Linked DNA regions of Mus musculus: all the other regions are linked to region 1. The links are chromatin contacts, called in public HiCAR-type, HiChIP or PLAC-seq and promoter capture Hi-C maps. All regions are on one chromosome and are shown on one strand. Each heading gives the region's core, a stretch centred on a gene start, on an enhancer-like site or on the middle of the called end of the contact. The rest is flanking DNA. Distances are from core to core; before and after follow the strand shown. Region 1 holds the start of Mtss2 (MTSS I-BAR domain containing 2). Region 2 overlaps Glg1 (golgi apparatus protein 1). Region 3 holds the start of Pdpr (pyruvate dehydrogenase phosphatase regulatory subunit). Region 4 holds the start of Exosc6 (exosome component 6). Region 5 holds the start of Ddx19b (DEAD box helicase 19b). Region 6 holds the start of Ddx19a (DEAD box helicase 19a).

Region 1 (4,988 bases), core at 1,327-3,826:
GGGCCCCAGGCAAGATCAAGTCTCTGGGTTCAGTTGGCCTGAGAGAGAGGAGACAGGGCAAGCTAACCAGCTCTCCAGGGCCCTTTCAAGCCCCTGGGTTTGCACCCACCCTCCTCTGTCTGTGTAGTTGAAGATCTGAGTGGGGACCCTTCCTCCCACACCATCCCTCAGTGCAGGGTTGGGGCCTTCTAGTGGCTCCAGAGAGAGTCCTGGGCAACTCACTAGGAATCAGCCCCAGGCAATCTGAGTCTCCTTGAACTTCTTGATGGTGGCCACTGAGCAAGACAGCCAGAAGCAGCTTTTTAAGTCCAGCCAATCAGTGCAGGTGGCCGGCCCCTTCAGGGTCCCTAATCCATGCATGTCATTGATAGGGGCATAGTATACATGATCTGATGGTGCTTGGTAAAGTCTCTTCCATCTTGGCCCCACGTATCTAGAAATCTTGCCTGCCACTAAGTTCTTTGCTGAGACTGGACCCGTGTCTCAACTGAGTTCCTTGCAACTGGCAGGAATGGAGGATACTATCCTGCTGTCTCGTCTGGGCAGAAGTGGCTGCTTGCTGCAGTGTTTGCAGTGGGAGGCAGTGTGGGTGGCTCCCACCCTCTGCCAGCCCAGGAGTGTCAGCTAGGGGAGGTGGTCTGGGTTACACAGTTTCAGAGAGGAGCTGGTACCAAAATGCTGAGGGCTAGTGATGAGGCCCTCAGGTGGAGTTGCCAGAGGAGCTGGTACCAAGATGCTGAGGGCTAGTGATGAGGCCCTCAGGTGGAGTTGCCAGGGGTGTGTGTGTGTGTGTGTGTGTGTGTGTGTGTTGTGGCGAGGGAGGAACCCCAGGGAAAAGTATAGAACTATGGGAAGGCGCTGACGTGCTGCTAACTTGTAAGTCCCAGGCCAGTGTGGTTTCAGGCCTCTTTTTAGGGGGCAAGTATCTGACAGATGCCTTCCCTTACTGGGGGTGTTTCTTGGCAGTACTAGGAGGGGAGCCCCAACTTCTTGCCTCTCTGCAAGGCATCACTTTCCTAAAGCATTTTTCTGGAGCCCTTGGGTAGGGTGTACCTGTACGTGGGTTCCACAGCCCCCAGGGTCTAGCAGGATTCTGATTTGTTCTTGCTAAGTGCGAGCCTAGGGTAAGGATGTGAGGAGGCTCAGCACAGGGCCTAGTTTCTTCCGTTTTCCATCGTGTTCCTAGACCAAGGGGTACAGTGCAGGACAGGAACACTGGCACTCGATGCCCACCTTGCCACTGAAGCTTTCCCTGCCTAGTCAATTCGGATCAGCCTCGTCAAACACTGGCCTCTGGGGGTCAGGGAGAATTCAGTAAATTACCAGATGGATAATAATGGCTGAGGTCCCGAAGCAGGATCCAATGGTCTCCTTATGACCTTGAGCCATTCGCAGGCCTCAGTTTCCCCATCTGAACAGGGTGCCTGCTCAGTCTGACCTTGAGTGATCAGGAAGGGGGGGTTGCTGAAAGCGCTCCCCAGGTTGCTTAGCCAACACACAGCCTACCTCCTCCCCAAGGTGGATTCAGTCCTACCCTTGGGCTGCAGGGAGGACCCCACCCGAGGATTGGAGTAATGGAGCTTGCTGGATCTGTTGGTGTGTGTGTGTGTGTGTGTGTGTGTGTGTGTGTGTGTGTGTAGGTGGGGCTGCATCCATGCAGAGGCCCGAGGCTGGCGGGGCAAGAGTTAACAGTTCTTTGCTTTATTATTTTTTTCCTGCTTTGGCGGTGACAGCATTGTCTGGGCTTCGGGGCGTCGGGGGTATGTGTGTGTGTGTGTGTGGGGGGGCACTGTGGTGAAAGGGGGCGGAGGCCCGAGAGACCTTGGATCCGTTAAAGGGCCTTAAAGGTCGGTCCTAAAGATAAACCCAATTCATAGTTTGGGGGTCTGGGGTACCGAGTGTTTGCGGACGCTCAGCTTTGGATCGGGATCCTACGGGGCGACCTCTCGGACATCCCAACCTGCGAGCACTCACTCCCACCCTTCGGACCCAGACAGGCATTGGGCGCAAGGCGGGCGCAGGAGGACAGGCTCAGATGAAACACACACACACACACACACACACACACACACACACACACACACACACACACACACACACACACTGCCCGCACACACACACACACACACACACTGCCCGCACACACACACACACACACTGCCCGCGCGCACACACACACACACACACACACACACACACACACACTGCCCGCCACGCGTCCCTCAGAGGAGACCCGTATGCCCGGAGCTTGCCCGGGGTACCTTCATGTCGTTGACGATGGCCTGGAAGAGCCCGCCCAAGGCGCCACACTCCTTCTCCGCCGTCTCCATGCTGGGGCCGGGCGCGCGGCGGCAGGGCGCGCAAGGGGCGCGGGGAGCCGTGCAGGGGAGGGGCCGGACCGCCGCGGGCGCTGCTCCGAGGCCGCGCCGGGGCTCCCTGCCTCGGGGCCGCGCTCTCAGCGGCCGGCCGCGCCGCGCTCCGGGGTTGCGGGCCGTGGGCCGGCAGCGCGGGCCATGGCTCGGTGGGGCTGGGGGCGCGGCGCGGGCAGTTCGCGGCGCAGCCTCGGCGCGGGCACTGGAGCGGCGGCGGCGGTAATCCGAGCCGCCGAAGCTCGGGCGTCACGTGGGCGCGGCGGAGGGAGGGCCGCGGGGAGGGAGCACAGGAGGGGGCTGTGGGAAAGGCCGGGCGGGCGAGGACCCATTCACGGCCAGAAACCAGGGCTTTGAAATCCGAGCTCTGGCGCTGCCAGACTGGTCCGGCAAGAGGGGCCGGCGGGAGCGGGCGCCGCCGCGGGTCGGGGCGGCGCAGGGGCGGGGCCGGGCCAGCCCCCCACCCTCCAGCGGGAGCGGACCCGGGTTTGCACCTTCAAGGCCTTGGGCTCGACCAAGATGAAACCCGCCAAGGATGCAGTCCTTAGTGCATCCCGGCCTGATGAATAGCACTGAGCATCGTGCAGAGGGGAACGGGAACTGGCCGCATTGGAGCTGTCCACCACAGACCATCCATAAAGTCCAACCCTCCTGCACAAATGTCCTTCAGTTCCTTTTCTAAGTAGTACCGGTGTCACCTGGATTGGGGGTGGAAATAGTGATGGTGTCCCGGCCCAACTTCCTCGTGAGTAGGGTCTGTGTTGAACCTGCAGAGTGTAGTGTGTGGGGATGCACGCGTGTACACATGGGAGGGCAAGTACTGCTGTCGTCCAGGAGACTCCAGGTGAACCTATTCTCATGGGGCACACATAGTTAGGGCTCCAGGGGAAAGCAGGCACAAGCTCCTGGCAACTAAAGGGCCGCAGCAGGCAACTAGGGTTCACCAGAACCCAAAGCCAGGTGACAGACGCGGTTCTTTGAGCTAAGTCAAAGATTGGGGCATTTATCTTTGATTTCCTCCCATTGCTCACTGCTCTGCAGTGTTCTGCTGTGCCATTCCTGCTTATGGGGACATCCACATTGCACAGGGACTCAGAAAGCAGGACTAAGGATCGAGAGTAAGGCCAGGAGGAAGGTACTGGTCCTGGGAAGAATTGGTCCCTGGATTCATATGGGAATCAGGGCTTAGAATGAAGCTGGCTTTCCAGGATAGGTGAGGCCCCAGGGCAGCTGCAGCATCAGGCTTGGCACAGGTGCTAGCAGAGAAGGAGCAGGCAGACTTGATTAAGGATTCTGTGATTTCTTTATTGGGGCAGGGATGGACATCATTCTGTAGAGGTCTTTGTGCTGGCCTGTGTGCATTTCCACACAGATGTACATATGCACACACACCATGCCAGTGCTCTGGGGCCAAGGTCAAGCTCTTCTCACAGACAGGGATTAGAAAGAGGCTGCTTCTGGATTCTGAGGCTGTAGTCCCGACTCAGGAGAGAATCCATCGGTCCCAGGACAGAGTGTAGCTGACAGTGCTGGGGTCCAGGTGCTCTGCTGGGAGGAGCTGAGGCTGACAGAGCCAATACCATCCCCCTCCCTACCCTGGCTGGTGGTTGGGTCCAGCCCTGCTGGAGGCAGGTTCTTAGGCTCCTTGTGGCCTCAGCTTAGAGACCCTGAGTGCTTCTTAGGCCACTAGGGCCCTTTTCCATGCTAGGCACATCAGAGGATAACTCTGCGGTCCAGGTGATCCCCTCGCCCACTGCGCTGGTGTCTTACTTCCAGGTGCTGTTTCTGGACTTTTTCAAAGTGCTGCAGCAGCTCTGTGTAGTCGATGCTGGGGGAGTCACCTTTCTGGGACTTGGGGGCCGCTTTCAGACAGTCTCTGGGAAGATGGACAGAAGTCAGAGTCAGTGTCTGCATCATGGTAGGTGCTGGTGGGGTTCAGTCTCTGGGCACCTGTGGGTCCCTGCCCAAGACATCTTCCCAGCAGCCAGACCCATAGTGCTTAGGGTCCCATGTCCACCCCCTTTCCTGCAGCTGGTGGGAACAGCCAACCCGCTGCTTGGATGTCTGTCGGCCTGTGGGCTGTTGATGGCGCCCGGAGCGTTGCATGGGGGAGCACTTCCTGTTTACCAGTGGCTCCCTTTAGGGTGAGAGCCAGGGCCAGCAGCCAGCCAGGAAGGCAGCTGGGGCCTGGAACAGGGTCTGGGGAGAAGGGGGAGGCGGTAGCCCAGCCTTTTCTCTGTGGTATGGCTGAGACTGCAGACAGCTGGGATCGGTGAAGTCTCTCTGTTGGACCTATAACTTGGCAGGCCTTGGGTCCCAAGGCCTGTGATCACTACCTGCTCCCAGAGAAGAGCTTGTCTTACCACAGGACATGCTGACCCACCTACACTCCTTCCAATTGACGGACCAATCCTGTAGCCTCTCATCAGCTGGGTTTAGCTTGCCACCCAGGGTCCAGTCCCATTCCTAACTGTCCTTATTCTGTTCCCCACACTCCATTCTGCCTCACTGGCTTAGAGCCCTGGCAAAGGGTTTCATGAAGGCTGTGACCAACTCGGCTGAGCGGACTCCCTGGGGCCTCTGGGTGGGTGAAGAGGCTGACTGAAGCAGAGGAAATAG
Region 2 (4,988 bases), core at 1,787-4,286, 460 kb before region 1:
GATTTTTAGAATGACTACTGGAACAGTCTTTAGAAGAATGGGAGAACATTAATGTCACATGAGTTTTTGGTCAGAGTGATGTGACTTCAAATCCTGGGTCTATTACTAAAGTAACTGGGTAACTTTTTTTGTTTGGACTTGAGGACTGAGTGGGGTGGTTGCTGCTTTTTATGTTCTCCCTGTTCACATTTATAGCTCCAAGACATGGGGAGCCATCATGAATTTTGGAAGAATAGTCTTTTCCACAAACTTTAGCTGTATAGGGCAATAACGATTGTTCTCAGTTTATTTACTGCCCCGATAGCTTTCGTATTGCTATGTAGCATGAATGTGACCATGAGTTCAATCCCCTGCATCAGAAAAAGGACTTGCTTTGGCAGAACATTTGTATTATGGTTGATAAGATCTATAGTGCACAACCCTGCAGGCTAAACCTGGGTCTAAGCTTTTTTTTTTTTCTTTTTCTTTATGCTGCAAAAGTTTTACCATGTTCTAAGCATTTCAGTCCAGATAGTAATTCCATCTGGAAAGGCTGTGGGTTATTCTTTTCCAGACAGAAACGTAGTTTAACATGTAGAGCTTTCTGGTCCTCAGACTCCCATTTCATAACTGTCTGACTTACCCCTGACACAGGGCGGCAGGTGAGCAGTGAGTGCCAAGGTGAGATGCTGGATTACCGACGCATGCTGATGGAAGACTTCTCTCTGAGCCCCGAGATCATCCTGAGCTGTCGAGGGGAGATTGAACACCATTGTTCTGGATTACATCGGAAAGGGCGAACCCTCCACTGTCTGATGAAAGTGGTTCGGGGTGAAAAGGGGAACCTTGGAATGAACTGCCAACAGGCGGTAAGGAAAAATATTTCTGCTGCCACTTGACTGTTTTCTTAGGATTACTATTGCTGTGATGAAACACCATAACCAAAACAGCTGGGAAGAAAGGGTTATTTTAAATGCTTGTTCTTTCACATCGTACTCCACCATCATTGAAGGAAGTCTAGGCAGGAACTCAAGCAGGAATCTGGATGCAGGAACTGATATGGAGGCCATAGAGGATTGCTGCTTACTGGCTTTGGCTTGCTCAGCTTACTTTTTTATAGAACCCAGGACCATCTGCCCAGAGGTGGCACCACCCACAGTGAACTGGGCACTCAATTGCTAATTAAGAAGATGCCCCTGAGCTGAGCCGGGTGTGGTGGCACATGCTTTTAATCCCAGCACTGAGTTCGAGGCCAGCCTGGTCTACAGAGTGAGTTCCAGGACAGCCAGGGCTACACAGAGAAGCCCTGTCTCAAAAAACCAAAAAAAAAAAACAAACAAAAAAAAAATTGCTGTGGAGCTAGGTAAAGGAAATCCATTGTTTTCCTGTTTCTAAAGAACTTGCCAGTTTGGATTACGAAAGACAGAATAAAGGCAAATCACTTTCTTCAAAATGAGAGGCTATTAGGAGAAGAGAACTTGCCTGTCTTAACAAGTTTGATTGAGTTGAAATTGAGAGTTGACATGAATGGAAAATTTCTGCCAGTTTACTTTTTTACGATATGCCACAAGTCTGAAGGATCATCCTCAGAATCAAGTGTCTTTATTGATTAAATCAGGGAAACTATAAGCAGAAAGATCTGTCTTTCACCAGCTCCAAACTTTACAAACAAGAATATAAAGATAGTCTTTTCCACAAACACTTAGCTTTCGTATTGCTATATAACATGAATGCAACCATGAGGTCAGTCCCCTACATCAGAAAAAGGACTTGCTTTTTCTGGGAGAAAATGAAGTGACTCTTGATCCTGTGTTTATGAGCAGCGCAGTCCTGCAGATCACAGTACAGAGTCAGCACAGTGCATGCAGAACATCGTCTCCTGCCTTTGACCATGTTTGTTATTTGTATGGGTTAAATCTCCTGCAGTTTAGCATACCAGGTGCAAGCCTCTACAACATAGCACTCTCTGCAATGACTTTCCCTTTTAAAGCAGGAAAGATACTTTAGTTTTATAACCTAAGTCACGCTTTAGGAAACCACAATTCATTTGTTACTTTGTTTTGGCTATTTTTATTAAACACTAAATACTACTTGAATTTTCTTTTCTTCTTCTCTCTCCTTTTTTTTAAAATGGTTTGAAGGCATTTATTGTAGAAAGGCAGCCACGTGGAGGGGGGAAGGAAAGGGGAGAAGGAGAGCAAGAGGTAAGAGACAAGGAGAGAGCAAGAGCTTAAGAGCAAATTTTATTTTCTAGTTAATCATGTAAAATCAAATTTGTACAGTTGGGCTGGAGAGATGGCTCAGCGGTTAAGAGCACTGACTGCTCTTCCAAAGGTCCTGAGTTCAAATCCCAGCAACCACATGGTGGCTCACAACCATCCCTAATGAGATCTGACGCCCTCTTCTGGGGTTTCTGAAGACAGCTGCAGTGTACTTAATAAATAAAGAAATAAATCTTTAAAAAATTTTTTTTTGTACAGTCTATAACAATTTTATAGTCTGAAATACAAGTTTACATGAGCTTTAGATATGGAGTCAGGTTTTGTTAACCATGACCCAAAGTAGATACTAACAGCAGTTACATTGTGCATGTCGGTGCTGGGATGGGAAGACCAGTGCAGCCTCTTCTCTCAAACAGCAGAATCAGCTGGAGGGCTGCTCTGGAGGCTGCAGTGAGACTGTGAGGATGAGTGTGCTGTGCTCCTCTGCAGTCCTGTTTGTTGGCAGTTGCCCCGGGTGCCCTTTGTGCCAGTGAATATGCCTGGCTGCAGTCCAGGATGAATCAGGAGACGGCCTCTGCTGTGTTTGCTTTTCATCCTTAATTCCATCTAGTAAGGTTGTGGAAGGAGGATAGGAAAAAAGGAATCTATCTATAGTAAGCTTACACCTATTGTAAAAATGTTCAGGAAAAAAATAGACTGGACTCAACTCTGTTTTGAGGCACATAGTTCACTATGAGGTTTTTGGAAAGTTAGCTTCGTTAAAAGAACTAGTGACTCAGCTTCAAAGATAAATAAGTTCCGCCTACACCACCCTTTGTGCCCAGAAGAAGAAAGTGCTTTCCAAACCCAGAGGGCAAGCACAAATAGTGAACTGTGTGGTTTTGACTGCATTAAGACTGCTTAGGAAGGAAGCACTTCATTTTTATTGTATGGATTCTATTTTTTAAAAGCCTTTTCTCACAAAAACTAAAGGCAATTTTTCCAGAAGGATAGAGTCGTCCTTTGTCTTCTATATTATCTAGCCTTAGTCAAACTGAAGAATATCTTTGAGCAATTTGGGTGGGTTTCTTTTTACTTTGAAAGTTTTATTCCTTGACACAACAGACTTCAACATCTGTCTCTAGATTAATTTAATGAACTGGTAATGGTTATCAGCAAGTGCTGAACTGTAAAGTATGTGGATAATTATTATCCTAATGAGTGTCCACTCCTCCAGATTTACCACAGTTACGACAGGGCTATGACTAGCCTATGCTTCTCACATCAAGGATGGCTGCATAATGCATTCTCCAGACCAAGTCTCTCCGGAGCTTTGCTCGGGGTTTTTTTGTTAATATCAGGGGCCAGAATGTATATACAATCATAACATCAGTTTATAGTCTATTTTTCCTTTTTTTTTTTTTTTTGTTTTTGTTTTTGTTTTTGTTTTGAGATAGGGTCTCTTTATGTAGCCCTGACTATCCTAGAACTTGCTATGTAGATCAAGCTAACCTCGAATTCACCGAGATCCAATTGCCTCTACCTCCCAAAGCCTCAGATTAAAGGGGTTCCTTCATCATTGCACCTGGCTCAGTTTGTATTCCAATTGCATATTTTCCTCACTCCCTACACTGAATTCTAGAATGGCAATAATTCCTTGAATTATTAGCCTACTAGATGCCATGGGATACTAGAAAAAAGATATTACTATCTTGATCTTGGTCATCCGGTGTCAAAATTTGCTCACAAAGTTATTTTTCTACCAGCAAGCTATAATATTCTTTAGCTTTTCCAAATTACCAACAATAATTTATAGAAATACTTTCTATCCCAGAATATTGACATTTTCCCTATATTTCTCTCTTAATGATTTTTTTCTAGGATAATAGAATTGGGATCTTTATTTTATCTAAAATCTGTATGTATGTAAAGGGGCCAGAGCTTTGTTATGAACCATTGTGGGATCCCAGGTCAGATGTGTACAGATCAGAAAAGGCTCCAAGAAAGGGTAAACCAGTGACACAGAGCATGTCTAAACGTGTTTGTTTGTTTGTTTATTTGTTAAAACGGGGTTTCTCTGTGTGGCTCAGGCTGTCCCAAAACTCACTCTGTAGACCAGGCTAACCTGGAACTCAGTGATTCAACAGCCTTGCCTCCTGAGTGCTGGGATTAAAGGCACATTCCCCTCCTCTTCCCCCCCACCCATGCCCCCACCTCCCGTGCTGAAGTATCTAATTCTTAAGGATGGAGAAAAAAAAAAGAAAAGAAATTAAAACAGTAAGGGTTGTAATTTCTATTTTTCTTTCTCTATTTAAGATTCCCACTCCACAGCCCCATCTGCTACCCATCTGTGGTAATAGTGATCTTCTATCTATAAAATGCTTTGCAGTTGACCTTACTTTGTTTCATGTGGTATCAACATCTGTCTGTCTATCCGTTCTCGGATACAATATCACTGTGTAGCTGTCTTGGAACTCTAAACCAGGCTGGCCTTGAACTCACCTGTCTCTACGTCCTGAGTGCTGTGATTAAAGACATACATCACCACACTTGGCCATTTCTTAAAATCTGTAATTGAAAGAACTAAAATTTGGAGCTGGAGAGATGGTTCTGGGGTTAAAATTCGTACTGGTGGCTCTACCAGAGAGTCTGAGTTGAGTTCCCAGCATTCTCATATAACTAAAAACATCTGTAGCTCCAGTCCCAAGGAACCTGATGCCTTCTGCTGGCCTCCACAGGCACTGTATGTGCACAGGTTAGACAGACATACATGTGGGCAAAACACTTGTACACATAAAATAAAAATAA
Region 3 (4,988 bases), core at 960-3,459, 370 kb before region 1:
AAACTTATGTATAAAGTATATTATGTAAAATTATTATTCTATAATCAAAGACAAAACTGCAAATCTAGCATCAGAGCCACTTATCATAATACTACTACTGCTTTCTTTTTTCCCTTTCTCTCTTTCTTCCTTTCTTTCTAGACAGGGTGTCACTTTGTAGCAAATGGCCTAGAACTTGCTATGTAGACCAAGGTTGCTTAGACTTCATAGAAATCCACCTGTCTCTGCCTCCCCCAGTGCTGGGATTAAAAGCATGGGCTTCAAAGAAATCCAGGTAAGCAAAGGCCAAACAGCTGTAAAGCAGTACCAGAAGCTCTTTCCCTACCTAGAAAAGAGAATAGCAACAGGAAAGAAACATAACAGAGAATTCCTCCCTGAGAAACCCTACCATGCCCAGTCCTTTGTCACTGTTTGCTCAATAAACTTATGATCTCTCGGCAAGACAGGAAGAAAAGGACAAACAGGAGATTCAGGAAAGAACAAAGCACGTTTAATGCCCAGTCTGATAAGGCCAAGAAAAGAATGTTGACTCTGTGATCATCATGACCTTCAAGAGTGAAGAGATGAGGGCAGAAAAGACTGAAGTATACCAGGAAGGGAGGGCTAGAGAGATGTCTCAGTGGTTAAGAACGTTACTGTTCTTGCACAGGGCCTGGGTTTGATTCCCAACTCCCACAAGGAGGTAACAATCTTTAACTTCAGTTCCAGTGAATCCAATGCCTTGACTTTTGTGGACATCAAGCGTGGACATGGTGCACAAACGTACACATAGGCAAAACACTCATAAAATAAAATGTGATGAAGGGGTCTGGCAGTAAAAGCAAGCAAGTTTCACAGGAAAAGGAGGTAGAGCCAGGAAAACAGACACTGAAGACTGCAAACTCATTCAAAGGAAAGGTCAGGAAGTTTTGCATTTTCTTGAAATTCGTGAAAATTAACGGTATCTCTACTAGTAAGAGTAACTTCTAAACAGCCTTAAGACCCAGACTGATTGTGCTCGGATCCTACACCAACAAGCTCAATCCTGGAGCAGTGCTCACACCTGAAATTCCCACCACACTGGATACTGAAACAGGAGAAATGCCCAGGTTCCAGGTGAGCTGGGGCCACAGAGCAAGACTCTGTCTTTAAAAGGCAGTCACAGGGACAGTTCTAACAACTCCTGAATGCTTCCTCTGGTAACAGCATGAGCCACAGGTCACAAAGAATGAAGGCTGAATGTACATTGACGCATCTCCCACACATAACTCGGAGGAATCACCAGGGCAAGTTTACAAGCAACAGAATGACCCTCTGAACAGTTTGATCATGCAAGTTCAGGATGCTGTAATTTTCAACAAATGCACCGTTGGCTGAGAGAATTTAAGAAAAATTATACACGTCCCTGACGCCAAAAAGAGGACCCTTGGGCCGGACGTGGTGGCGCACGCCTTTAATCCCAGCACTTGGGAGGCAGAGGCAGGTGGATTTCTGAGTTCGAGGCCAGCTTGGTCTACACAGTGAGTTCCAGGACAGCCAGGGCTATACAGAGAAACCCTGTCTCGAAAAACCAAAAAAAAAAAAAAAAAAAAAAAAAAGAGGATCCTTAAAGGACGTCTTTATAACTAGACCCTCTACCACATCATCATCCCTACAAATCAAGATTGCATAAATGTTCGAAGTAGGCTTGGAGACCGTGGACTCGCACCTCGGGATCACACACAACTGTCACCCCAAGTCACCCACTGGAAACCCCACGGCCCTGACTAGGTCTCTGACAGGAGTCGGTGAAGCACAGCCGAGCCGCACATTACAAGGTGGGAAACCATTCCACCTGCAGAGACGCGGGGCCACCTCTGGCCGTGACAGCAGTGCGCGCGCGCCCGCCCGAGCCGCAGCCCGCCCCGAGGCCCGGTCCGCCGCCCTGGGAGAGCCGGCGCGCAGTCCCGGGACGGCGGGCGCGGCTCCCCGAGGCCCGCGCAGCTCCACTGGCTCAATCCCGGCGCCCGACCGGTGGCACCGCCTCAGAGACCCGGAGGGACGGCCGGGAGCCGGAGCCCAAAGCTCGGACGCCAGGGGCGTGCGGGGCGCAAGAGTTCGCGGGACCAGAAGGCCGCCCGGACCCGCGGGTCCTAGCCGGCTTCCTACCTCACGGGCCCGCGACTCGCGGGCAGCGCGCTCAGCAACGCCCGGCGGAAGTGAAGGGCAGCCCAGCCGCTGAAGAGGGTCTGCGCCGGCCGGAAAGGGGGCCAGGGCATGGGGACGGGGCGGGACGCGGAGCGCAGAGTTCCGGGACCGCGGGGGGCCTGCGACCTTCCGCGCTTTACGGCCCGCGGCAAGGGTAAGGCGGGCGCGCGCGCCGACGCGCCGTGACGTCACCGCGGCGGACCGGCCCGCACGTGCGCTTGTTTGGGTCTCGCCAGGCCCCGCCCCTCCCGCGCCACCTCCGCCTCCGCCTCCGCCTCCGCCTGGTTGACGACGAGTGTGCGGGGACCTGCCAACGTCCTCCGTCCCCGCTCCGGGTCTCCCGCCGGCCTCGGTGTGTGGGCAGTTCGGGTGATCGTCTGCCGCCAGGCCTGAGCTCCGATCCTGCGCGAGGGGTCCGCAGCCCAGAACCACATCTCTCTGCCCGTGGTCACCGTTGTCCGTCCCTGCACGTCGCTTAAGGCCTTTCAGTGCTTGGCTTGGGCAGAAGTTGTACTGTGGGCCTGGCCGCACCTTGGAGGCCGAATCAGCTGACCTTATTTCCCATCTTACTCCTTGCGGCTGCCCAGAGGGAAAGCATTGTTCACTGGAGCCTCAGAAACATCTTCTGCCTTCCATCCCCCCACCCCCGCCCCCAACTCTCAGCCACATCCCCTAGTTTCTTTCACAGCACTCGTTACTAGATTAAATATATGTGTCTCTACACTGGTGTAGACGTGGCCCTCAGATATCTTGAGGACCTAACCTTACTCAGGTGCAGCTTCTCAACACCTTCACCCCGCGCCTGGCGCACACCATCCAATCATCCTTCGCACAAGCAGCAAGCGAAATGGTGTGCTTTAGTTTAGCCTATCTTGTCTTATGAGCTAGTCTTGAACATTATTGCTAGGCTGTGTACCTTGGTGCTGTCTTGAGCGCTCTGACTAGGAACAAGAAGGCTTCAAGAATCTCCTTTTCATGATGTCATTCATTCCCCAGCTTGCTTAGTTTATACCCAACTCACTAGCCATGAATTTCTCCAAGACTGCCCAGATGAGAACTGACAGTAAGACTCAACTCTACCCGGTTCCTTTTTTTTTTTTTTTTTTTTAGTTTATTTGTTTTATTTAAGTTTATTTGTAGCTGGGCAGTGGTGGCACACGCCATTAAACCCAGCACTTGAAAGGCAAAGGAAGATGGATTTCTGAGTTCGAGGCCAGCCTATTCTACAGAGTGAGTTCCAGGACAGCCAGGGCCACACAGAGAAACCCTGTCTCAAAAAAACAAAACAAAAACAACCAAAAAAAAGTCTATTTGTTTTATTTATTTATTTATTTATTTATGTGTATGTTTTTATAGGCAAAGTCTCAGTCTAGGCTGGATTCAAATAGGTACAGAGGATGACTTAGCTCCTGGTCCTCCTGCCTCCACCTCCCAAGTGGCTTGCTTCACCACACATTCAGTTGCCCTTGTTCTCCTGAAACATTAAGCTCAAGACATTTGGAAGCCCCTAGTAGATGAATCCTTTCACATTTTTGGTTAAGTTTTTAATGATACCTATCCCCAAAAAATGAAAATGAAAAGACACTGACCAATCAAAAATATTTGGGGATAGGTTTTTTTAATTTGTCAGGGAACCAAAGGTTTTTGGGTTTGTTTTTTGTTGTTTGTTTGTTGTTTTTCCTGAGCCATCTGCCTACTTACAATTTCCAGACATACAAACTTTGTAGCAACCTAGTTATCTACAGGACAGGGTGAATGAAATGAGGTGGTGTGTTATCTATGTGTCACACGTAGGGAATGTTTCTCTCACCCACAACTGTTACTGACTCTACTAGAAATTGCTAAGTCTATCCGAGCAGTGATGGCACACACCTTCAATCCCAGCACTTGGGAAGCAGAAGGAGGTGAGTCCCTGTGAGTCTGCGGCCAGCCTGGTCTACAGAGGGAGTTCCAGGACAGCCGGAGGTACATACAGGAACACTGTCTCGAAAATAAAAGATAAAATAAGTGTTAAGTCTGAAAGCTCTTCTTGCGCGCGCCAGACTAGATGCTGCAACAGGATCCTTCTGCACACGTTTATTGGGAGAGCTTGATTGTAGAGGCGAAGAGACCCCAAGCCCAGAACTGGTGCTGCTTATATAGGCCTAGGAGAGGCGTGTCTCACACCCGGATTGGTTATGCACTACGCCTCATTTGCATGTTCCTCATCTGATTGGCTACTCTCTTTCTCTCTCTGTACCTCACAGAGCCTCATTATCATACCTCATTTGCATGTCTCACATCTGATTGGTTATACTCTCAAAGCCTCATTATCATGCCCGGGCCAGGCAGTGTCTTTGCAAAAAACTTTACTGCATATGTACACATTGGTTGTTTGTCCAAACTTATGTGTGGTGGCCAGCAGTAGTCAGTGCCACTCTGCAATGGCACATGTGGCTTCCCACAAGCTCTTTGTGTTGTCAGTGATAAGATTTGGTTTTTGTAATCTCTTACAGCCACCAGCACAGTTTTGAATGCATTCAAGACCAGTGAAATATTTTTGCTTTTGTGATTGGTTTTTTTATGATTTTTGCTGATACTCTGTTGGGGTCAATCCTAGGTCCTACACATAAATAAACCCCACTCTCCCTGAGTGACAGCCCCAGACCTGTTTTTTATAGTTTTGCCTTCTCTCTCCTTTTTTCCCATAAATCATCAGAGGTGTTCCATGATTGGCTCCTGACTTCTCTATGCTGAAAATCCCTTGGAGAATCATCATCCTTTGGCGATGAAAAATGTACCTTGGAAGATCTGAACGCAGCTAACGTTTTGTCCTTTGAAAA
Region 4 (4,988 bases), core at 1,764-4,263, 330 kb before region 1:
ATCTAAATGTAATGGCCCTTTGTGTAGCAGTAAAGGGCCTTAAATTTTCTCTGCCCTCCTGTAACTTCCTCCGTTATCAGTGAATTCCCTCATAAAGCCCTGCCTAACCCAGGCTGCATGGGCTCAGGAAGGTCCTCACTGCTGCCTATGGCCTGAGTCACAACTGTCCTGGGAAAAGAATGTGCTGCAGAGAGAATGTCTGCTCCTGCCTGCTGGTTCTGGGTTAGTGGGTATGCTTAGATTAGACACTCTCCAGCACCCCTCCCATCCCCCAAAGAATCTAGAATAGCCTCAGACTTCCCAAAGGTCTGAAGGAGGGGAATGGAAGAACTAGATTTGAGCACATTTTAGCCATCTTTCCCAGGTTGTGCCTCCTGCTCTCTAAACCAGCCCCTCTATTCTTTACAGGTGAAGAATCCAGCATCGGACTAGTGTAGCCAGTAGGAGGTGGGAAACCTTCCAGACTTTGTTCAGCTGGTACTTAAGTGGCCTGTTTTCTTGCCTTGTATTTTTGGAAGTCACTCCCTTGAAACTTGAAGTCACCTTTCTGGCGCTTGGGCATTGAAAGTGCTGAAGTGCTGGCGTTGGTGGCGCACGCCTTTGATCCCAGCACTCAGGAGGCAGAGGCAGGCAGATTTCTGGGTTCGAGGCCAGCCTGGACTACAGAGTGAGTTCCAGGACAGCCAGGGCTACACAGAGAAACCCTGTCTCAAAAAAAAAAAAAAAAAAAAAAAAGTGCTGAAGCACCCAGGAAACCTCCCAGTGGTTGTGGATTTAACTCCTGAGGTCTTTTCCATGAGTCCTGCTGAGGGCAGGGTAGGGAAGCCCCATAGATTAGCAGTATAGTATCTCTTTATTTTCATTCAACTGTGGTGGTCTTGCAGGAGGCACCTGACAGGGCCCTGAACCCAGTGAACACTGTTGGCTCTCACAAAATGAAGGTTGCTTCCTTGCCCACGCACCACTAAACTTGGTAGTGTGTCAATTTTTCTGCAGCCACAGTAGTGAAACACACTTGCATCCCTACAGTGACACCAAGCTGTAAGGTTGTGTGTGCTAACCTAACCAACCTCTTGTGCTGGGATTAAAGGCGTGTACCACCACCACCCAGCCAAAATGTATACTTTTTTCTTGACACTTATTAAGTAACCCCTTACTTAATAAGTGCCACACAGCTTCCTCCAATTCAACCCTAAGTGAAGAAAAGCCCCTATAATCCTGGTCAGGCCCGCTCTGCCTTATGGAATAGCCAGGCTGTAAGCGATGCCACAGTATTTAGGTGGTCCCCATTTGAGTAGTCCATTGCTGCACTGAGCCTTAGTGCCAGGAGCCAAGCCTGGACAGGACACCAGGATGGGACTGGGCGTCCTTCCAGAGCATAATCCTTCAGTTACCCAACTCCTAGACATGATTTTGTCCTAAAGGAAAGGATAGGGGGGCACCAGAACTTCTTTTAACTCTCTCCAGTTCCCTCCCCCCACCCCCAAAAAACAGGGGTTTCTGTGTGTAGCCCTGGCTGTCCTGGAGTCTCCTCAGACTTATCACCTCAGCAGCTGCCCCAGACAATGCTCCAGGGCACGAGGTTTCTCCTACAAAGCACATCACCCCTTCTTAGTTACAGTGGGCTAATATGAACACTTAAGGCAGTAATGACTCGGAGCCCTTGAAAACACAGACTCAACACACACCCAGTTCAGAACAGCATTGTTTCTAACTCTAGTATCAAGAAAAAACACAACAGATGTATTTCCAGTCATAAAATAGTTTTTATGTTTTACTCTGAGTAGTGAGAAGGCAAAGTCCCCTGGTCCATCCTCTCAAAAGAATCAGTTTATTATGTATTGGAGCCAATGGCTGGCCTGCACTGGGTCCATCTCCTACAAGACCATAGCCCCTTATCTCATTTACTAGGTAAATCCAGCCCAAGTCCTTTCCAACTTGGGAGTATGGCTGCTTTCAAATCTCTCCAACTGGATCGTGTTTCCAACGGCCTTTTAAACCTTTCCAACAGAGCTGTCCAGTGCTTTGGTTCTGTGCGCCCAACTGCCCCACTCTTCGTTTCTCAGCTCTGCGGAGTCAGGCGACCATCAGCGCTTGGTCCTTTAGGGAGAGAAGGGCGATAGCAGTCCTCGAATCCTCGTCGCTCCGGTTTTTTCCAATCAGGGTGGGGCGGCGGCACCCCTCCGGCGGGCAGCCCGCACCAAACACTGCTGCAGCACTGGGTAGAGGCGCTGGCAGCCCTCCAGGCCCAGGCGCACAGCATCGGTCCAACTCTCAGTCTGCCCGCCTTCCCCACTGCCCAGTAACCCGGCCACCTGATTGAGCACAGGCATGAGGGCCACCGTGAGACCGGCCGCGGAGTGCTCCTCCTCCAGCCGCGTGGGGTCCAGCAGCCAGGTCGGGGAGGGTCCCGGGGTGAGGCTCAGGCCGCAGCCCACCACCAGATCGTACATCTCCACTCCCGCGTCGGCCAGGGCGAGCGCGGCCGCGGTGAGCGCCGCGGCCAGCGCACAGCCGCCGTCCTCCAGCAGCAGCGCCGACACCTCGAGCTGAGCACGCGGGTAGCGCCCCAGGCGCACGGCGGGCTCCAGAGCCTCCTGTAGCGCCAGTCCCAGCTCGCGATCCTCCCCGCCGCCGCCCTGGGGCGCGCGACGCCGGCGACCGGAGAAGGGAGCGCGGCGGAAATCGCAGAGCAGGCGACCCCGGAGGGCAGCGGGAGCTTCCCCGCCCGCTCCCGCAGGGCCGCTGCCGCGCTCGCCGCCCTCGGCCTGCCGCGGACCGGACACGGCGCACAGCACCTTGGTCCCGCCCGCCTCCAGGTAGGCGGAGCCCTTGGCCTGGCTCAGCAGCCCGGCGCGCGCGTACACCGGGCGGAGCCGCGTCGGGTCGCGAGCAGCGGGCGTCTCGTCGTCTTCGGCCGCGTACAGCTGCGGCGGCTGAGACTCCTCCGGCCCGCGGATGCGGCGATGGTCTCCCGGCATGGCGGCTACCGGCGTGCGAGCTACTTCCGCCTGCTGGGCTGCCCTTGCGCACCCGGCTCTTCCGCTCGCTTAAAGATGCGCGCCCGCGCAGAGCCTATCGGGAGAGCGGTAGGTGTGCGCGCTGCCACCTAGCGGAGTGGAGGAAGAACGGCGAGGTATAGCTGGACTCCTATGCTGGTACTTTAGCTAGTCCTAAGGAACGGATCTGTTGTTATTCCTAGAAGTTTGCATTCAGACTGTTTCACATAAGCTTGCCCAAGGTGAGAGGTTTTTGTTTACTCGTGCAATTAGTCCTCTGGCTGCTTCAACACTTGTTTAATAAATGGACGGTATCTCTCTTTGTACAACTAGATATTTCTAACACTCTGAGGAACTGTCATAAGCAGACAGTATCTCTGCTTCCAGACCCTGCTGTTTGTAGATTCATACAAATTGCATTTTAGGGCTGGGCCAGGGTCTTGAACCTACTTTAGGTTAAAGCAGTAGGGGTGGGGCAGTTAGTAGGACACACCTACATGTTCATACTGCCTATATCAGTTGTCTGACCTCATATCAGCAGCCTCAAACAGGCATGTGGACAGGCATGGTGGAGGTTGTCCTAAGAGACTAAGAACAGTGGTTCTCCACTGGAAGCAACTCAGAATTATTTTCCTCCACCCTTCTATTGAATTTCCTGAACTTTCAGGAGTCTGGGAGTCTATTCGGTGATACCATCAACCAGAAACAGGCTGGAACCGTAACAGATATACAGGAGCCAGGGCTCACCTCAGGACAAGAAGCAGAGCGCATGACATCACCAAGTATTGCACATGGTCCTTTTTATTTTCTGCAGAGAAAAGGCTTCCTTCCTCTGCAGACCTAAAGCCTCAGGCTGGCAGAGTGACCTCATCTAGATGTGATCATGACGTTAAAAAGCATTCCTGGGTAGTGATTTTAGACAGATGGTGCTGACATGAATGGGCTCAGAGCAGTAATGGAGGGGGGCAATGAATCACAGGACAGCTCCAGGCGTGTTCCCATTACCGCTGGATCAGGACGGACAGGGCTGCTGAGAGGTCCCATGACTCCAATGTCTTCGTGGCGGGAGGAGAGCTCCTGGCTGAATTCCCGCCTTCGGACATGTCTGGTTGATGGCGAGTTGCTTTCCCGAGAGGGCTTCCCTCCCATCAGTTCTTCACATCTCCCAGACGGAGCTGGGCAAAGGAGGTAGCCAGCTGCAGTGCTTCCTGAAGGCAGCCCACGTTCTTGCCTGTGGCCTGGGCGGACATGTCCTTGCCACCGCCTTTACCATCCATCAGGCCTGAAACCTGCTGGACCCACTCGCTGGCTTTCAGTCCCCGGTTGGCTGCATTCTAGGAGATAGGAGGGGAAAATGGTAGTCAGAATGGGATTGAGGGGGGAATGGCAGGCGCCCCCAACATCCATTTGTATCATGTGTGATGCTACCACAGACTAACACTATAGCTGGCACAGGAGAGCAGCTATGGCTACTGCCAAAGTGAGGACAGAGAGCAAAGCCAGGCATTAGCCAGGAGTGAAGTCTTTCACCAAAAGAAAGCCCGAGGGGTAAAGGTGCCGCAGGAGGCGACAAATGATAGACAGATCAACAGTTTCTAGTGAGGACTGCGTGCACACAAACAGTCTTGGCAAATGCTGTGAAGAAGCCCTCCTTGAGGAGCCACAGGCAGGGTTTCCCACTGGCATACGGGTTTGCAGGCTTTTAGACTGGGACTGTGGGAAGTTCTGACCTGGGGAACCTGGCACAAGCACGTGATCTTGCCAGCCTCATTGTCCACCGTGAACAGCATGGCAGATGTCTGAGGAGAATGCGTCTTGAAAAGCTTCAACGCTTCATTCAGGGCCTGTGGGGAGAACCTCAGGTTAGGTCACTGGCAAGGGAGCCCTGCTTTCTACAAGGGAAGCTGAGAACTCAGCCCTCAGAGAACCATCCCATTTCCAGCAGATGCTGTTCCCAGGAGCCCACCAGTGGCAGGACCCTGCCCACAC
Region 5 (4,988 bases), core at 1,095-3,594, 310 kb before region 1:
CCCTGGGGACCCTGCTGCATCCCATTCCCAGCCATACACCCCGCTGTGGTCAGCGATCCCAAATCCCAGCAACCCAGTAAAACCAAAACTCTAGAGGCTTGTAATTTATAAGTCAGATTTATATCAGTAAATTCTCACCCCACAGAAATGTCCACGCAATTACTCAGAACCAATTGATATTGATATAAATTGCCCACCTAGATAAGACAAACTGTCCTGTAATTATCCATTTCTTATAAGATATTCATAGTTACCTGTGGCTATTTAAAGCCACATGGAATCTTGATCGTCTCTCTTCCTCTATCTTCTTCCTCTCTTCCTGTCCCGGTCTTGGTCTCTGAAACTCTTAACTCCGCCCCCTTTTCCCTGTCCAATCACAGGCTTCTTGTATTCATATTTAAATTAATTGGGGAGGGGATTCTGATACTGTACATACTTACTGTACATTTTTAATCCCTAAGCACTCAGGAGGCAGAGGCAAGTGGATCTCTGTGAGTTGGAGGCCAGCCTGGTCTACAGATCCAGGACAAAGGACCTGTTGATCACCAGCTCTTATTCTCCTGCTTTCAGCCTATCACTGGGGTTACAGGTTTCACCACCATGCTATTTATTTATTTATTTATTTATTTATTTATTTATGAGATTCTGACTCAAAAGAGCACATGGAAATTAACTTCCGAGGATAAAATGAAATTGCAGATGGTAGTGATGGTTCATGCTTGCAATCCCAGCATTTTGTCGGCTGAGGCAGGCAGGTCACTGTGAGTTAGATAAACCCCTCATAAACAGTCCCTGTTAGTTGAGTTTCTGATAACTTTAATACTGTATACACACCTATGTGAGTTTGGTTTGTTTTTGTGGATCAAGTGGAACCTATTCTACTGTATTGCATCTTGTGTAACTTAATGTTTCACTTCAATAAAATCTATTTGAAATTTTATTTATAATCTTCTATAGTCCTGAAAAATACAAAATAACTTAATTGTTTTTTAGCTGCTTTTCCTTGGGGTTTCTTCTAACTTGAAATATGATCATGGCCTCCTAGCTGGCTCCTGCCTCCACCCCACCCTTACCTATCCAACATTTCTTGAGGTTAATTTATTATCATGGGGTATTAGTAAAATGTTTTTATAGTTCCAGGAAGATGCTCAGTTTCTTTCTATGGAATACACAGGATAAAGACCTATTTAATCCTGGTTAGGGGGAAGCAGGTAGTTCCTTCTGCCTTTATTTTACTATTCTAAAACTAGAGCTATTTCCTTTTTAAAATTTCCAAAATTAGGCAGGGCGTGGTGGCACACACCTTTAATCCCAGCACTTGGGAGGCAGAGGCAGGTGGATTTCTGAGTTCGAGGCCAGTCTGGTCTACAAAGTGAGTTCCAGGACAGCCAAGGCTATACAGAGAAACCCTGTCTCAAAAAACCAAAAAAAAAAAAGTTCGGAAAAAAAATTCCCAAAATGAAGGCTGTGAAGGCTGGAGAGATGGAGCAGAGATTAAGAGCATTTGTTGCTCTTGCATAGTACCTGGGTTCCATTCCAGGTAGCCACATTGTAACCATCTGTAACTCCACTTCCAGGGTATCCAACACTTTCTTCTGACTAGGTACCAAGCACACATGTGGTGCACATAGACATGCAAGCAAAGCACTCATACACATAAAATTAAATGACTAAATCTTTAAAGTATTCATCCAAAAGTAATTAAATAAAATGCCAACGACACAACCTTTACATAGGAGAGGAGAGATGGCCATCTGAAGAAAGCATAGATAACGCCAGAGGTCATGTATTTTGTTATTAAACTGCTTTTACCATTTCCTTCAGGAACTGAATTGATTTGATTGAGCAAACCGCTTGCTCTTTCTGGTCTCTGATACTCTACCAAGAATTTTCCTTGGCATCTTCCTTTGGTGTTCAAAACTCAATTTGGGGCATATCATTGAGCACCTGTTTGTTTCACGGGACTGATTGTCAATGCTTAGACATCTTATTAAATTGAAAAGAACAGATACTATTTTGACCTTAGCTAAGAGTCTGGTAAGGCACGTTTACACAGAGGCATTTTAAATATCCTGAAAAGGTAAAACACTTGCTTATGTATTCTGGCTGTAATAGTTATACCAGGGCCATCTATGCCACCATGCTGATTGAAAATGTGACTTTCCGCCTTCGGTCCAAGAGCATTTAATGCTGGCTACCTCAGTTGGGTTGTAGGACGATCTGCAGCGAAGGGTGATGGGTGGGAACCCGAAGAGGACAGTAGTGGCGCTGGATCCCCGGACCTTAGGGGCGCGGAGCTGACGCTGACTCTGACGACACCGTGGCGCGCCGTTTCCGGTCTGAGCTTTAGTGAATGATTTCCCTCGGGGCGGTGCTGGACTTCTCTGCCACCCACCTGAGTCCGCGGTCGCACCGCCCAAGCGGGCAAGCCTGCCAGCGCTGCCCCGGCACCGCGGGCCATGGCTACGGATTCTTGGGCCCTAGCAGTAGACGAACAGGAAGCCGCAGCTGAGTCTGTGAGTTGTCACCAACCGCTGGAGGACCAGGGGCCAGTGCCAGTCAGGATATCTGCCCCTTAGAAGGACAGATCTTAGGTTGCTTGGAACTGGGTGGAGGACCCTGGCGGCATGGGCCCCGAAACCAGAGCTGGCTTTGATTACCCAAGCCCTTCCACCTTGTGTAAACTCAAGTTGGATGCTTGGTTGCCCATAGTGCTCAGCCACCTGCCTGTCTTCCTGGAATCAGGGCTGATATTCGATTGCACTCACAAACTCGGATGGTAATCTGTAGCTTGGGCTTTGAGTTTCCTGGGCTCAGGGAGGTTGTCTTACTCATATTTATTTGTATGACTCCTCCAACTTGGTTACCTCTAGCTTGGTTATTGGTAGTGAATGACTGGTGGGGCCTATCAGTAAATCTTTTGGTTGGCTTAACTGGTTTTCTGAACCTGATACATAGTAGCAAGATTAGAGTTAAATATGGAATTATATATGTCTTGAATTTTCCAAGAATTAGGACCTTGTTCTTTTTTTTTTTTTTAACTTTGAAAAAATAAAGGTTTGAACCTGTCACTGTGATGTGGCACCTCTCATCCTATCTCTTTTTTTTTTAATATTTATTTATTTATTATATGTAAGTACACTGTAGCTGTCTTCAGACACACCAGAAGAGGGAGTCAGATCTTGTTACGGATGGTTGTGAGCCACCATGTGGTTGCTGGGATTTGAACTCTGGACCTTCGGAAGAGCAGTCAGGTGCTCTTACCCACTGAGCCATCTCACCAGCCCTCATCCTATCTCTTGGAGACTTAAGACAGGAGGGCTGACTCAAGTAAGAGGCCAACCTGGGCTGCATAGTGATCTTGCTGGAAAAAAAATATATGTATATATATATATATGTATATATATATACACACACACATATACATACACACACACATATATATCAAATACAATAAAGAATTAACTATCCATTTTGGCTCAAAGCCTTTATTATATATAGGGTTTTAAAAAAAGATTTATTTTATGTATATAAGTACACTGTGGCTGTACAGATGGTTGTGAGCCTTCATGTGGTTGTTGGGAATTGTTGGCCCCGCTCATTCAGGCCCAAAGATTTATTTTTTATTATACATAAGTACCGCTGTAGCTGTCTTTAGAAGCACCAGAAGAGGGTGTCAGATCTCATTACAGGTGATTGTGAGCCACCATGTGGTTACTGGGATTTGAACTCTGGACAGAAGAGCAGTCAGTGCTCTTACCCGCTGAGCCATCTCGCCCACTCTTTGTATATAGTTTAAAGAGAAATAATATTTTTGGCTTTGTGCATTGAGGGAATTATTTATTTATTTTTGTTTTTGGAGACAGGGTTTCTCTGTGTAGCCCTGGCAGTCCTGGAACTCACTCTGTAGACCAGGCTAGCCTCGAACTCAGAAATTTGCCTGCCTCTGCCTCCCAAGTGCTGGGATTAAAGGTGTGTGCCACCATGCCCAGCATAAAAACTGTTTATGTCATAACCTTTAGTCTCATTCAAACTGATGGGCCATTCCAAGGTTAGAGCCCATTTTCTGAGGGGAAGGGGAAACAGCAGATTTGCTTTCAATCTCATTCAGAGGGATTCTTTCTTTCTTGTGTTAAATATAGTCTCGTTTTCCTTTCCTTCCTTTCTCTAGACACAAGGTCTCATGTAGCCCAAGCTACATGGCCCACACCTGTACCTCCCTGCACTGGGACTGAAGGTGTGTGCTACCACACCTGGCTCAGTACTTAGTAGCACTGTCTGTCTATCTGTATCTCTCTCTCTCTCTCTCTCTCTCTCTTAATCATTTTATTCGTTTGCATTTCCCTTCACAAATCTCCCATCCCATTCTGTCTTCCCTGCTCTCCTTTGCCTCTATGAGGGTGTTCCTCCACCCATGCACCCACTCCTGCCCAAGGGGCTCCCCTTCCATTGATGTCAGATAAGGCATCCTCTGCTACATATGTATCTGGAGTCTGGTTTGGTCTCTGGGAGCTCTGGGTGGTCTCGTTAGTCGATACTGTTCTTCCTATGGGGTTGCAATCCCCTTCAGTCCTTCCCCAGTGGCTCTCTCTTTGGTTTTTGGAGACAGGGTTTCTCTGTGTAGCCCTGGCTGTCCTGGAACTCACTCTGTAGACCAGGCTAGCGTCAAACTCAGAAATCTGCCTGCCTCTGCCTCCCAAGTGCTGGGATTAAAGGCGTGCGCCATCATGCCCAGCAGTGGCTCTCTTTTTGTTTTTTTTTTCCATTTTTTATTAGGTATTTCTGTGGCTCTCTTTTTAAGATGAGTACTACCATTAGACCATGTTCCTGGTAGGATACTGGGAGTGCTTTAGCAATGGCCCCAGTGTGTGGATAGCTGCTATCCCGCACAGTGTACTGGAGGCTTTGCACTTACTGCCAGTTAACGTTCTTGATCCCAGAATGAATGGAGTCTTTTTACATGTTTGTGATATCCTTTCTGCTAATCC
Region 6 (4,988 bases), core at 1,409-3,908, 280 kb before region 1:
CTGGCTGTCCTGAAATTCACCCTGTAGACCAGGCTGGCCTCAAACTCAGAGATTTGCTTACCTGTCTCTCGAGTGCTGGGATTAAAGGCATATTTTGACCATGCTCAGTTCAGAATGAGGGGTTTCTAAAAATGTTAACTTAGCACCACTTGTAGACCTCCTGGCTAAAATGGAGTGTAGATGTTAAGTCATGTGGTCATGTACAGAGGAGTCAGAACTTGTCTAAGTGCAGGCTCTTTGGTGGGAACTATCAGAAAGTGCCTTCTCTTTGGCCTCTGGTGTGGAAAAAGGAGTCATTGTGGGTGTACTCCCTTTGAGGTGTGCAGGCTAGCTGTGAGCTGGAAATGAATGTTCTGGCAGAAGGTAAGGTATAACCCAGAGTTGTTTCCAACAATAGCTGAGTAGATTCATTGTTTCATTTGGGCTTTCAGCCAACACCGCCAGAAATCAACCTCATAGTGGATGCAGGTGGTATGAAAGAATTTTTTTAATTCATTAAATGCAGGAGTCGTGGTACATGCCTGTAATCCCAGCACTCGGGAGGCAGAAGTAGCAGAATTTCTGAAAGTTCAAAACTATCCTGTTCTACATTGAGAGTTCCAGGCCAGAAGGAAGGAAGGAGGAAGGAAGAAAAGGTTAGGAAAGGAAGCAAGCCAGATGGGTGTGAGAAGGCTCGGCTGATTCCATGACAAGCTTCAGATTGGCAGTTAAGGAGACGAGGTCTAAATCTCTGTCTCCAAGAACTGGGCAATTCCAGGCAAGTCCAGGCCTCACAAGCTGCCCTGCCACCTGGCCTGAGGCAAGGACAATGGGTCAGCAGCAGTTTCCAGACTTCCTCAGCCCCCCACACCCTGGTAATAGAATAGAGATGAACCCAACAGATTAACATAGAGGTCACCTTAACCCAGGATTCCCTAATATGCTTTAAATCAGGCCTGCAAGCTCACTTGGGTCTCTTTTCTCTCTCTCTCTCTCTCTCTCTCTCTCTCTCTCTCTCTCTCTCTCTCTCTCTCTCTCTCGGTCATGGGGAGACCCAAGCATGCTGAACTTGTACAGAATAAAGAACACTTTGCATTTACAATCTATTTGAGTTGGTGTGTGTGTGTGTGTCATTCTTCAGCAAATTATGGACCCTTAGAGTGGTGATGGTGCCTAACTTTAATCCCAGCACTCGGGAGGCAGAGGTAGGCAGATCTCTGAGTTCAAGGCCAGCCTGGTCTACAGAATGAGTTCAAGAACAATCGAGAGCTACACAGAGAAACCCTGTCTTCACAAACCAAACCAAACCAAACCAAACCAAACCTAAATATCTTGCAAACCTAAGACAAGTCAAAACTTGAACTTCTTAATTGTTGTCAGACACTATGTCTTCTCTAAGAAGTATGTCCCAGCAGATACATGAAGAAATAGCCATGTTCTTGGTACTAGAATAGGTATGCTTGGTAGTGCAATTTCAAGAGGACAATGGGCAGTTAGACTCAAAATATATGCATTTTGAGACTAGGTCTCCTGTAGCAGAGACTGGCCTTGCACTCTCAATCTTCCTCCTACACCTCCCAAGTACTGGAGTTAAAAGTGTTCACTACCATTCCATTAAAATTTTGCACTATTTTAAGAGCATCCTTTTTGTGAAGTGCCTAAGTCATTCAAACAGCTTTACACAACTATCATGACTTAAAATGTATCCCAACAGAGGGAAAGTACTTCTCTTATCCCAGTATTTGGGAGGCAGAAAAAAAAAAAAAAAAGCCACGGGATACATGAAATTCTTGACTCAAAAAAAAAAACAAAAAAAAAAAAACAAAACTAAATACATATCCACACACATAGGATGTAACTCTGTTTTGTTTGTTTTTAATTGTTTTTTGAGACAGGGTTTCCTCTGTGTAGCCCTAGTTGTTCTGGAATTTGCTCTAGTGGCCTCTGCCTCCCAAATTCTGAGATTAAAGGCCTGTGCCACCTATGCTCAGATCATTTCATTCTTAGTTGTATGTATATGCATGTGTGTCTGCGACTGCAAAGGCCACTAGAGAGCGTTCTATTTTTTTAAAAAATATTTATTATTTATATGTAACTACACTGTAGCTGTCTTCAGACACACCAGTAGAGGGTGTCAGATGTCATTACGGTTGGTTGTAAGCCACCTTGTGGTTGCTGGGATTTGAACTCAGGACCTTCGGAAGAACAGTCAGTGCTCTTAACCGCTGAGCCATCTCGAGAGAGAGCGTTCGATCCCTTGTAATCTAGGTGTTGGAGATTATTAAGGAGGAAACCGAGTTCAAGGTAGCCTTGTTTTAAAACAAGATACCTAGTTTCAAAACCAAAAAATGGGTAAGTATTTTGGTTATGAAATGAAGCGATTGGGCGAGTACTAAGTAACTCTGCAGAGCTCTAGGACGTTAACTCAATTAGATCGCACCTAGCGAGATGGAATTTTTTTTTTTTTTCCTCCTCTTTTTAGCATTTCGAGACAGGGTTTCTCTGTGTGGCCCTGGCCGTCCTGGAACTCTCTCAGTAGATCAGGCTGGCCTCAAATTAAGAAATAAGCGACTCAGGACCTTAAAGTGCTAAGCTCCGCATGCTTATCTTCCTGGGGGCGGAGCGTGGGTGGAAGACGGACGCGCGGGGCAGGAACTGACGTCAACTCCGCGCGGGTCTTTTTCCGCTCCGTGTGAGTGGCACTTGGCGCGGGCTTGCGTTCGGCGCTGGTGTTGGCGGGGCGCGGAGCATCTCTGCAGGTCGGCTCGCGTCGGGACCATGGCCACCGACTCATGGGCGCTGGCGGTGGACGAGCAGGAAGCCGCTGTCAAGTCGGTCAGTGGCCTGGTGGGGATTAGGGGACTGAGGCGGACATGGTTTCCAGCACGGGGACCTCAGAGCCGGGCCAGCCCGCGCTCGCTGGAGTTTGCTGTGGGCGATCACTTAGCGCGGCGGATTTGCTCCGACAGCGAAGAAAACCCGCAGCGAGCTTCTTATCCGAGTTTGGACTGAAAAGTTGCTCCCATGGTGACATTGTCTTTATTAAGTGTGTGAGGCCCCAAACTGGCCCTTCTCTTGACCTCTTACAAGAAATGGCAACATAAAATTCTCTCTTTTTTTCGTTGTTGAGGGGTAGTTTTTGAGTGAGTTTATGCTGCCTTTCCCCTAACAGCCCCACATTCATGCTTAACCGCCAAGCGGCAGTTTGTAGCTCGCCAGAATAACGGGTTTTGTTTGTGTTAATGCTTCACTTAGCAACAAATGCAAACTGTCTAGTTGCTATTTTAAGTGTCGTATAGTTTTTGTTAGATTGTTTTTGTGTTTTTGGAGGGGTGCGTTGGTGGGTTCGAGACGGTGTAGCCCAGGTTGGCCTCTGACTTGCTAATTAGCTGAGACTGGCCTTGAGAGCTCTTGCATCCCTATCCCTCCGCCTCCTCTTAAGTGTATGAGTTACAGCTTTGCTGCCTGTGTTTTTGACACAGCCCAACTGGCTTCACTATTTACCTCGGGGTCGCCTCAAATACTTTCTTTTAATATCTTATGTTTTCTATGTGTGTGTATGGGTGTTTTGCCTGTTCGTATCTATGCACCACACTTGAGCCTACATATGTTAGAAGAGGGTTTTAGATCCCCTTGGAACTGGGATTTACAAACTGTTGTGAGCCACCATGTGGCGCTAAGAACCAAACCCTGGCCCTTCCGCAACAGCAGCGAGCTCTCTTAACTCTTAAACCAATTCAGCTGAAGAATGAGCAGTTGATTTTCTTTTTTTTTTTTTTTTTTTTTTTTTTTCCATTTTTTATTAGGTATTTAGCTCATTTACATTTCCAATGCTATACCAAAAGTCCCCCTTACCCACCCACCCCCACTCCCCTACCCACCCACTCCCCCCCTTTGGCCCTGGCGTTCCCCTGTACCGGGGCACACAAAGTCTGCGTGTCCAATGGGCCTCTCTTTCCAGTGATGGCCGACTAGGCCATCTTTTGATACATATGCAGCTAGAGTCAAGAGCTCAGGGGTACTGGTTAGTTCATAATGTTGTTCCACCTATAGGGTTGAAGATCCCTTTAGCTCCTTGGGTACTTTCTCTAGCTCCTCCATTGGGAGCCCTGTGATCCAGCAGTTGATTTTCTTAAGAAGCTCTCCTTATTCTTTGTTTTTAAAAGTTATTTGGATTTGCTTTGTGTATATCCTCGTATTTTGAACATGGATGTGCCGCATTCATGTGTGGAGGTCAGGAGGTAGCTTGTGAGGGTAGGTTCTCTTCCTCCAGTTTGTCAGGCCATCTTATGAACCCCATCTGAAGTTTCAAATCTAGTGATTATTCCTAAGACATAGTGACTGAATTTTTTTTCTTCAATTTAATTCTGTGTGTAGCCCTGGGTATCTTGGAATTTGCTCTGTAGACTCAGAGACGCACCTGCCTCTGCCTCCTGAGTGCTGGGACTACAGGTGTGTGCCACCATGCCTGGTGTAATTACATGTTTTGAGAAGAGGATCTCACTTTGATGTCCAGACTGGCTTCAAACCCCTGGAATCCAGTAATCTTCCTGTCTTACCTGGAATTGCAGGAAAGGACCACCATACTCACATGTTTGGCTTTTAAAAATGTACTATCAAAAACTGGGGAGTTAGTTTTGTAAATCACCCTTGCCTAGCCTGAATAAGGTCCTGGGTTGGAAACCCTAGCACTACAGGGGTTTAAAAAAATGTATGCCCCTAATCTCATTATGAGAGGACTGTCACCACAACTACTTAAACATCCTTGATTTGTTCAAACCATTCTGCTTATCAGGAAGCTGACGTAACCTCCTTGAGATAAGCCTCGCCACCACCCCACCCCCCCAGCATGCACATACCCCCCAGCATGCACATACCCCCCAGCATGCACATACCCCCCCAGCATGCACATACCCCCCAGCATGCACATACCCCCCCAGCATGCACACATACCATTCACCACACAGAGTTGTGAACATTTCCTGTTCAGAGAGGCAGGATTAATCATC

The links. Promoter capture Hi-C pulls out the DNA fragments that hold promoters and counts their contacts. HiCAR-type assays count read pairs that join an accessible place to other places. HiChIP or PLAC-seq counts read pairs in DNA pulled down with a chosen protein or histone mark. Capture Hi-C pulls out chosen DNA fragments and counts their contacts.
Region 2: a contact with region 1 is called in a HiCAR-type map of astrocytes, with 2.5 times the contacts expected there. The contact joins the enhancer-like site here to the promoter of Mtss2 in region 1. A contact is called at or near these places in 7 of 39 promoter capture datasets (the C10 cell line, cranial neural crest, embryonic stem cells and 1 more), 1 of 15 datasets of contacts at CTCF or cohesin (large pre-B cells), 1 of 115 datasets of contacts at active chromatin or transcription factors (astrocytes) and 1 of 9 other capture datasets (adipose tissue).
Region 3: an H3K4me3 HiChIP or PLAC-seq map of embryonic stem cells shows a contact between it and region 1, with 4 times the contacts expected there. The contact joins the promoter of Pdpr here to the promoter of Mtss2 in region 1. A contact is called at or near these places in 4 of 39 promoter capture datasets (the 3T3-L1 cell line, liver and pre-B cells), 1 of 15 datasets of contacts at CTCF or cohesin (embryonic stem cells), 5 of 115 datasets of contacts at active chromatin or transcription factors (astrocytes, embryonic stem cells and neural tube) and 5 of 9 other capture datasets (adipose tissue, embryonic stem cells, liver and 2 more).
Region 4: a contact with region 1 is called in a promoter capture Hi-C map of embryonic stem cells, with 2.1 times the contacts expected there. The contact joins the promoter of Exosc6 here to the promoter of Mtss2 in region 1. A contact is called at or near these places in 6 of 39 promoter capture datasets (3T3-L1-derived adipocytes, embryonic stem cells, hippocampal neurons and 2 more), 1 of 484 Hi-C or Micro-C datasets (embryonic fibroblasts), 3 of 115 datasets of contacts at active chromatin or transcription factors (cardiomyocytes, embryonic limb bud and embryonic stem cells) and 2 of 9 other capture datasets (adipose tissue and pancreatic islet).
Region 5: a promoter capture Hi-C map of adipose tissue shows a contact between it and region 1. The contact joins the promoter of Ddx19b here to the promoter of Mtss2 in region 1. A contact is called at or near these places in 13 of 39 promoter capture datasets (the 3T3-L1 cell line, the C10 cell line, cranial neural crest and 6 more), 1 of 484 Hi-C or Micro-C datasets (nephron progenitors), 3 of 115 datasets of contacts at active chromatin or transcription factors (embryonic stem cells and memory CD8 T cells) and 2 of 9 other capture datasets (adipose tissue and liver).
Region 6: a promoter capture Hi-C map of embryonic stem cells shows a contact between it and region 1. The contact joins the promoter of Ddx19a here to the promoter of Mtss2 in region 1. A contact is called at or near these places in 9 of 39 promoter capture datasets (the 3T3-L1 cell line, the C10 cell line, cranial neural crest and 4 more) and 2 of 115 datasets of contacts at active chromatin or transcription factors (embryonic stem cells and pancreatic cancer cells).

The regions. Positions count from the first base shown.
Region 1 is chr8:110,719,064-110,724,051 of GRCm38.p6, reverse strand. Mtss2 (MTSS I-BAR domain containing 2) reads right to left here and starts at 2,576. Exons shown (of 14, transcript NM_198625.2): 1 at 2,262-2,576. The coding sequence starts at 2,330. It overlaps Vac14 (Vac14 homolog (S. cerevisiae)), which reads right to left. Exons shown (of 19, transcript NM_146216.3): 19 at 3,654-4,245. The coding sequence ends at 4,083.
Region 2 is chr8:111,183,574-111,188,561 of GRCm38.p6, reverse strand. It overlaps Glg1 (golgi apparatus protein 1), which reads left to right. Exons shown (of 26, transcript NM_009149.3): 8 at 634-848. Among named protein-coding and RNA genes, the nearest start is that of 9430091E24Rik, 41 kb to the right of the region's middle. Within about 2 kb of position 3,036, at least 100 of the 459 cell types and tissues checked have an H3K27ac peak or open chromatin away from gene starts, as enhancers often do. A contact at or near this core is called in adipose tissue and astrocytes, where this site is marked.
Region 3 is chr8:111,091,966-111,096,953 of GRCm38.p6, reverse strand. It overlaps Pdpr (pyruvate dehydrogenase phosphatase regulatory subunit), which reads right to left and starts at 2,209. Exons shown (of 18, transcript NM_198308.1): 1 at 2,128-2,209. It also overlaps a transcript of Clec18a not described here.
Region 4 is chr8:111,054,364-111,059,351 of GRCm38.p6, reverse strand. Exosc6 (exosome component 6) reads right to left here and starts at 3,013. Exons shown (of 1, transcript NM_028274.4): 1 at 1,688-3,013. The coding sequence starts at 2,981. The coding sequence ends at 2,160. It overlaps Aars (alanyl-tRNA synthetase), which reads right to left. Exons shown (of 21, transcript NM_146217.4): 20 at 4,730-4,843; 21 at 3,783-4,333. The coding sequence ends at 4,148. It overlaps Gm38523 (heterogeneous nuclear ribonucleoprotein C-like), which reads left to right. Exons shown (of 5, transcript XM_011248573.3): 5 at 409-655. The coding sequence ends at 432.
Region 5 is chr8:111,025,126-111,030,113 of GRCm38.p6, reverse strand. It overlaps Ddx19b (DEAD box helicase 19b), which reads left to right and starts at 2,344. Exons shown (of 12, transcript NM_172284.5): 1 at 2,344-2,516. The coding sequence starts at 2,460. It also overlaps a transcript of Aars not described here.
Region 6 is chr8:110,995,493-111,000,480 of GRCm38.p6, reverse strand. It overlaps Ddx19a (DEAD box helicase 19a), which reads left to right and starts at 2,658. Exons shown (of 12, transcript NM_007916.2): 1 at 2,658-2,814. The coding sequence starts at 2,758. It overlaps Gm51551 (a long non-coding RNA gene), which reads right to left. Exons shown (of 3, transcript XR_003947457.1): 2 at 4,933-4,988; 3 at 4,025-4,538.